2 separate regions of the Mus musculus genome follow, and region 1 is linked to region 2. A link is a contact called in public HiCAR-type data. All regions are on one chromosome and are shown on one strand. Each heading gives the region's core, a stretch centred on a gene start, on an enhancer-like site or on the middle of the called end of the contact. The rest is flanking DNA. Distances are from core to core; before and after follow the strand shown.

What was found. HiCAR-type assays count read pairs that join an accessible place to other places.
Region 1: a HiCAR-type map of Th17 cells shows a contact between it and region 2, with 8 times the contacts expected there. The contact joins two enhancer-like sites. A contact is called at or near these places in 4 of 15 datasets of contacts at CTCF or cohesin (CD8 T cells, the NIH/3T3 cell line, large pre-B cells and 1 more), 9 of 484 Hi-C or Micro-C datasets (B cells, the C3H10T1/2 cell line, CD8 T cells and 6 more), 10 of 115 datasets of contacts at active chromatin or transcription factors (CD8 T cells, T-cell acute lymphoblastic leukemia, Th17 cells and 6 more) and 2 of 9 other capture datasets (adipose tissue and liver).

What each region holds. Positions count from the first base shown.
Region 1 is chr4:120,061,289-120,065,160 of GRCm38.p6, reverse strand. Hivep3 (human immunodeficiency virus type I enhancer binding protein 3) reads right to left here. Exons shown (of 9, transcript NM_010657.3): 3 at 98-294. Among named protein-coding and RNA genes, the nearest start is that of Gm36215, 12 kb to the left of the region's middle. Within about 2 kb of position 1,505, at least 21 of the 459 cell types and tissues checked have an H3K27ac peak or open chromatin away from gene starts, as enhancers often do. A contact at or near this core is called in Th17 cells, where this site is marked.
Region 2 is chr4:119,921,240-119,925,064 of GRCm38.p6, reverse strand. The region is part of intron 1 of Hivep3 (human immunodeficiency virus type I enhancer binding protein 3); the gene reads right to left. Among named protein-coding and RNA genes, the nearest start is that of Hivep3, 110 kb to the right of the region's middle. Within about 2 kb of position 1,839, at least 22 of the 459 cell types and tissues checked have an H3K27ac peak or open chromatin away from gene starts, as enhancers often do. A contact at or near this core is called in Th17 cells, where this site is marked.

The DNA of each region.
Region 1 (3,872 bases), core at 256-2,755, 140 kb before region 2:
CAAGGACAGGTGATGGCCACTCTCCAGACAGAAGGTTTTAAGAGAAGAACACAGCCAGCTAAAATGGCAGTTGGCAAACCAGACTGGAGCTTCTTACCTGCGCTGCAGGCACCACTTCCGATGACCAAAACTGAAGCGCTGCTCTCTCTGGAAGCCAGCGTTCATGTCCACTCCGGCCGCAAAGCCTCTGCTTACACACTGCTTCTCCCTGAGGAAGGGGTAGCGTGCCTGGCCAGCGGCTCTCCAGAGTCTTCCATGAGCTACTTCGAGGCAGCTTGGTTTGTGCCTCTGATCCTACAAAAGTGGGGAAGACGGAAGCCATGGTCAGGGAGTTTTCTAGATCAATTTTAGGTACAGAACAATCCCTGCTTTATCCCAGCCCTGAACTCTCTCCAAATTGCATTTCTGTCCCATGTCCCCTCAGGGAGATAGTAGGATACAGTGGCTCTGGGATGATACACTGTACATTCCTTTGCCCTATGCTAAACTTCCCTGAGTGTCATCCTTTACCAGGCGGATGGGCAGGGCTCCTGGTGGACCTCAAGGTTTCCAAATCCTGGAGTACAGTTTTTGGACAATGACAGATGACTGGGGTCTGTGTCAGGGCATCCTTGACCTTGAACAGGCTCGAGGGAAGTCTACTTGAAAGGTAGAGTTTTCTGTTTGGTTCTAGATGAGCAAGTTAGAGGGACTGGCATCAGTCAGACTCTATGAACGCTTGCTGGCCTGAAGGTGGAAGGATCATGTGGAAGGGAAGGACCCAGAGGCAGCAGCTAGCAACTCGGAAGGACTGCCCATCTGAAAACCAGCAAGGGAACAGAACTTCAGCCCCCCCACCAACCACAGGGACTCAGGTTACATCAATCCAAGAATGAGATTGGAAAGGTATAACACTCCCCAGAGCAGGGTTGACTCCTCAGTTTACCCACATCCAATGCCAACCTAAGCCAACTGCAGACGTGATTGGGTGCCTTCGTGGTAAGGACATGGTTACAGCCTAGGGACCTATAGAAGCAAGCTGACCCATGGGTATGGCGCACAATCACTTACCCTGAGGGGGCTGCTAGCCCAAGTGAAAACTAACATGCTTGGAACAGTGCGGGGGGCAAAGGAGTGCATTGTGGTTTCCAAGTTACTAAACAAAACACTCTTCGAGCCAAGGGAAGCCTAGGGCAGGACAGGAGCTCCAGAGAGATTCCTGAGCAGATGGATGGATGAGCAAGCGATGTGGCTCAGGCACCAGGGCAGCTGTCATAAGGCTCAAACCAGGAAGCTCAGAGGAAAGCACTTCTTAAAGCAGAAAACCCGAGTCGTTTAGCTGTGTGCCGCATAGCGTCCTAGGCATGCCACGCTCTTTGGACTCTCCGTCCGGTTTGTCTGCTTCTGATGGTGTGGTGTGAGAGCTGAGAATGTGATCTCTAAGGCTCTGATACCCTAGGTTCTGGTCCACGTCCTTCTCTTTGTGACCTCCGTGGTGTGTGAAGTCACTGTGTGTGAAAAGGAGGCTGAGAATGGTGAGGGCTTTCTGAGCTTTGGTGAGTCACTGTGCACGCAGTGCCGAGAACAACGCCTGGCATGTGGCACAACCCACATAATTTCCCCGGACTCTGTCCCAGAGCGGAGTGTAGTAATGTGGGGTAACCTGCACATAGGCCTGTGGCACTGTCCTCTTGCTTGTCCTCGGCACCATGCTTTGTGAGAACGTAAGTCCTTGGCAACCACTCCACACAGATGATTGCTACAGAACACAGAGATCACCTGAGGTCTCCAATGTCCCCTCTCACCACACCTGCTGCTGTTCAACTCCGAAGAGTGGCATGGTAGAGAGGACTGGCTCTGTGGCTCCCTGTGGTAACTTATTTGAGTCTGCCAACAGAGCCATCTAGACATTGCACAGCTTTGCCATGTCCCATCAACTCCAAGTCTGATCTCCCAGTCCACTGCAAGTATTAAAAAAAAAATAGGAGTACCTGATACCTCCCACCGAGACCCCAGAGCACCCACAGGCCAGGCCCCACCTCCAAGCCCTCCTCAGACTGTTTCAGACATCACACCCCTCCCCCACAGCATGTCTACCTGGTCAGATGCTTCTCCCACTCATCAAACTCGCACCACACTGGACATGAGGTCCACCGCCCACGAGACCCAACACCCGCTTGCTACAGTTCTCTTTCGATAAGCAAGTGTCCTCTGTGCAGACACCAGGAGCTGAGAGTCCTTCCAGACGGTGTGATATTCAGACAGGTTTCCTCTGAATCACATGCAACCCCTAGCGGGAATCCCCCACGCAATGTGTGACAATTCTTTTTAGAACCCGACGTGGTCGTTCATTCATTTAATGGGTCCAGCTGGCTAGCAGTTGCCAAAGTGGACAAGATTTGGTCCTTGTCTTCAGAGGAACCACACTGGAGTCGATTCTGATGGTGTCTGGATGTGGGGGGTGTTTCAAGCTCAGCCCTTGAACCTCCTGAACAGGGACCATCAAGAAACTGCACACTGAGGAGTCATGACCGAAGCAGGAGTCAGCAGGAAAAGAGGTTTGCTAGAGGAGGAGGCAGGACTTGAGCTGCCCGGGGACTGGGGTCATGAGATGGTTTTGATTCATGAGGGGGTGTGGCTTGTGGAGGACCTAGGATGAGCTGAAGCATGGAGACCGGCTTCGTCATCCCATCACCAGCCACTCACAGTCCTCCTCAGTAGCTGTCCAGCTACATCTGCATATTAGTCACCTGAGAATGTCATCCCCAAGACCCAAGTTTCTAGATGACAGAGAGGGCTCAGTGGTCTGCCTCTTCTCCCCGAAAATGCCACTAAAACAAAAAAGAGCCTACAAATTGGAGGAGATCCTGAGTCATACCAGCTGGCCAGAAAGTCTGAGGACTCAGAGGAGTGGGGACCACAGAAAGCCCAATCGCATCCCACCAACTGCTTTAGGCGGGAATAGGAAAGGCCCACTCCCAAGTCAGGAAACAAAGTTCAGCCTGGGAGCACATCCTCTGAGTCTCCAAAGGGACCAATATGGGTGGGAGGGAAGCACTAGATGCCAGGGCCACACACCTCTGTCCCCTACACCTCAGCCAGTAGCTGGGGCTGGGGCAGATGACATTGACAGACATCACAGAAGCTTCTGGAAAGATCCATCCCCTTCTCAGCACCTTACACACTAAGTTCCTGTGATTCCCTCCTCTGGCCTCAGCACCCCGTGCCTGCCGTTTCTGCCAGTCACGGGTTGTTGTGCGACAGTTCTTACACAATCGTGAGCCAATCCTCAGCAGAGCCACCCCACCTCACACACACTCCAGATACTCTGTGGAGCTGCTGTGCTCCCTTCCCAGAGCAGGGAGCACCTCAGCTTCCATGAACGCTATCTTGAGGAGATTGGGAAAGCTAGTATTTGAAAGTCTCTGTATTCATGTTGAGAACCTACACTGAAACTTGTCCTGGTTTGCTTTCTGTTGCTGTAATAAAACACCCAGAACCAAACTTGGGGAGGGAAGTATCTATTTCATCTTACACTTTCAGGTCATGGTTTATCATTGAGGGAAGCCAGGCCAGGACCTCAAGGCAGGGAGCCCAAGGCAGAAACATGGAGCAGAAAACCACCTCCTCGCTTGCTGTCTTGTGCTTAGCATTTCTCCTCTAGCCCAGACCTCCCTACCTAGGGATGGTGCCACTCATAGTGGGCTGGACCCTCCCACATTGAAACAAAACAGTCTCTCACAGATATGAACAAGCTCATCTGACCTGGGAAATTCCTCAACTGGGGTTCCCTCTTCCCAGGTGAGGTTGTGTCTGGATGACAATAAAAGCTGGGCAGCCCACACTGGGTTTCATATCTCCTACCCTGACTGCCAGTGCGTTACAGGGTAAAG
Region 2 (3,825 bases), core at 590-3,089:
TCTTGGGACATATTGCTCAAGTTCCCTGTGCCTTAGTTTCTACCTCTATAAAATGGAGAAAATAAAGTACCAGTCTCCTGAAAATACTAGGATTATGAAATGATTTTGTGGGTGCAAAAACCCTGAGCCCAGCATTCGTTGCCTATACTGTTAGGAAGAGAATTTCAGCTTCTTATTAATCAACTAAATTCATTTTAATGTAACATAAAGGAAAACTCATGCCATTATAAACCTCACGTCTTAGGTCAAGGCTAAGGTTTTAAAGGTCAACACATAGAGGCTAAAGAGATGGCTTAGCAGTTATGAGCATCTGCTGTTCTTGCAGAGGACCTGGGTTCAGTTTCCTCACAACCATCTGGAACTCCAGTTCTAGGGGACCTGGTGCCCTCTACTGCCTTCAGCAGATACCAGACAAGCATGTGGTGCACATACATACATGCAAGTGAAACACTCATGCATGTAAACAAACAAACACATTTAAGGAAGGACTTGTGTAAATGCTGGTCTAGACAGCAGGTCATGGCTGGGAAGGTAGAATGCACGGGCTTTTAGGGGAAGATAGATTGATTTAGACTGAAGCCTGAGGCTCAGGGAGGAGAAACTCTGGAGAGAGGAAGCTCAGAGTTTCCAGTGTCACAATGCAGTCAGCAGCTCACCTGGGACCAGATGGGGCCCACACCACCATGTCCTCCCAGGCATTCCAAATTCTGGCATGCTCAGAGCCCTGCTGGAGCACCTTTGCAAGCACAGGAAAAGCAGCTTGTCAGCACTTGGCTTGTCAGCAGACAGGGCCACACACAAATCCTAGTCACCCGAAGGAGTAAAGGCAGCTGCTTAGCAAATGCCCTCAACATCTGACTCCACTTTTGCATTTCCCAGCGGTGCAACCCTGGATACACTGTATAACCTCTCTGAGCTTCTGTTCTCAAAGCCACAAGTGGAGACAATAGGTAAAAGGTCTGGGTTGATGTGGTGGTTTGAATAGAAATGGTTCCCATAGACTCAAGTTTGAATGCTTGGCCCATAGAAAGCAGCACTGTTAGGAGGTGTGGCCTTGTTGGAGTAGGCGTGGCTTTGTTGGAAGAAGTCTGTCACTGTAGAAGTGGGCTTTGAGGGTGTAAGAAGGTCAAATTTGGCCAGTGTGCACAGTCTCCTTCTGCTACCTGAGGATCAAGATGTAGAACTCTCAGCTCTGTTTCCTTTCCCCCTTCTTTCCCCATTCCCTTCCTGCCTCTTTCTACACATATTCATGATCCTCTACATCTCTACTTTCTTTCTCTGCCTCTACAACCTTCTTAACTCCCCTCCTCATGCCCTTAATAAACCCTATTCTATACTAAAACAAAACAAAACAAAACAAAACAAAACAAAACAACAACCCAAACACTGGCTGCTCCTCAAGAGGACTTGGGTTCAATTCCCAGCATCCACGCTGTGGCTCACAATCATCTATAATGGAATCTGCTGCCCCCTTCTGGCCTCCACAGGCATAACACTTGTATACATAAAACAAAAATAAATCTTTTAAAGGTGGCTAGTGAATCGGGTGCATAGAAGTGAGTAAGGAGAAATGAGGCCCCTCTTTTCCTTCCCCTAAGAGCAAGAGCTAAGTGCCCCCCAACTGCACCCACGAAAACCCACACAGGAAGCCTTTCATCACGGAATCTATGGGTCACATCCTCACTCCCAAGCCCTCAGTGGCCCCATTTCTCATTCCTACAAGTCTGCGGGTTGAACGTGCAGTTTTGCTCTCTGCTTGATCCCCATTCACCTCGTGCTCCCCTTGTTCCCATTAACACAATGTCTCCACTTTCATTTCTCATTACCCCTGTGGCTGAAACATCACTGTTGCAATGAGCTGAAACCTCAGATCTGATCGATGTTGCCCTGACGGTGTCCCAGTGACTCACTCTTCTCTACAGAACCAAGCCAGACTCCAACCACTGGCCACGATCCTGTGAAATCTGGCTAATTCCCCCTCTCTCACAGACATGTGTTTTTACACCCCACCCACACACGTGCATTCTCACACATATGGTCTACTCCCAGGATCCTTACAGCAGCAGGCCTGTACACCTGCTGGTCTTCTCCCAGAATACTCTACCCGCTCCTGGGAGACTCCTCTGGCTCACCGCACCTGGCCGAGATGGAGCACTTTACTTTACAAACTCACCCCTCCCCTCATTCCTTTACTAAGCCCATTTTCTTCCATTACTCCGTCTAGGCCATGTGACGTAAGGCAAAGCATTGGCTAGAACTACCAAGCAGGAACACAGCTGGCAGCAAGCCACTTCTACCTTTCCCTGCTTCCTTCATGAAAGACGGAGGTGACGGCCAGTGACCTTGTAGTCACCTGAGAATATGAGGTGAATTTCAGGATGAAAACCATGTTCTGTGGTTGGAAGAGCAGTAAGAAAGAAGGAGCCTGGGCTACTCCTCCAATGTGGAGCTGCCATAGGCCATGTCTGGGCCGTCTTCCTTTGGTTCTTGCATGAGAAGAGAACATACACCATTATGTGCCTAAACCTATATTATTTTAGTTAGTTTTTTGGACACTCTTTGGAACATGGGCACATATCCCCTTAGCTTTTGAGTGCCAACCTAGGGACACCCCCTCCATGAAGTCTTTTCAGACAAAATCCCCAGCTTCCACTAAATAGAATTCTCGTCACCCTCCCCCATCCCCAGTTCTCTACCAGGAGAGTTGCTCAGCCTCCCTAGTCACTCAGCCTCCCTAGTCCCTGGCTGCTTGAGGCAAGGGTTTATCACTCTTCTTTCGAGCCCACACACAGACAACACACGCATAACTGGTTCTGCTCAAGGAACATTCTATAGCACAGAGCTGCATCTTCTTGAGAGTCTAGCCCAGGGATGAGGTCATGTCCCCTGCTGGTCAAAGTGGCCTCTCTCAAGATGGAGCAGTGTGGAGCTGCAGGACAGGCCCCAAGTGTGTGAATGTGTGAATGTGTGAATCCCCTTCCTTCCAGCTAGGACTCTGAGCTCTGCCAGCTGAGGCCTGCCTGTCACTAGCCATCCTTCTCAGATCTCCTTTCCTTAACACCCTTAGCTGGCACTTACAACCAGAGGTAAAAGGCTCCTGAAGGGCAGGGATAAACTCCCAGCTGCTACGCTCCTGACACCTGTTCTTCCAGCAGCCACAGCTGCCAAGAAAATGAAGGCAGCTGCCGTGAGCAGACCCACAAGCAGGGAAGATGCAGTGGCCACGATGATATCCCGATGGGGAGGCCTCTTTAGGAATAACCTTGACCTAAAGAATGGACACTTTCCCACAAGCTTCAGACCTACGCATGTCGGCTCAGGCTTAACGATGGGCACAGAAGATATGCAGGCAGAATATCAAAGTGGGAGAAACCCCAGGAACACAAGGTGACAGCAGGCACGCAGCTGCCTCTGAATGTGTCGCTTGCTCCCGCAGAGTGCTGCAGAGCCCCTTGGGAAATGGAGATGTGGATAGCAAGGAGGGTGGAAGGTTCGGATGGCATTTGGAGTCTGCTTCTTCTGATGTGGATCATCACTATAGGGTAGAATGACTCACGGAATTATAGAGGACGGTGTGACAGCCGCGTTCCTTGGCCTCGTGACAAAACACTTTACAGAGTGACTTAGGAGAGGAAAGGTTTGGGTTTGGGTTTCAGATGATTTCAGCACCTCATGGGGCTCTGACTGAGGTAGTGAGATTGTGGCGAGGAACTGTTGTTCACTCTGTGGTTGCCCATGAAGCAGAAAACTAGACCAGAACCAGAGACAGGTATAGCCCAGACGCTTCCTCCCCAGTGTTCTATCTGGCTCACTGGGCACCACCTC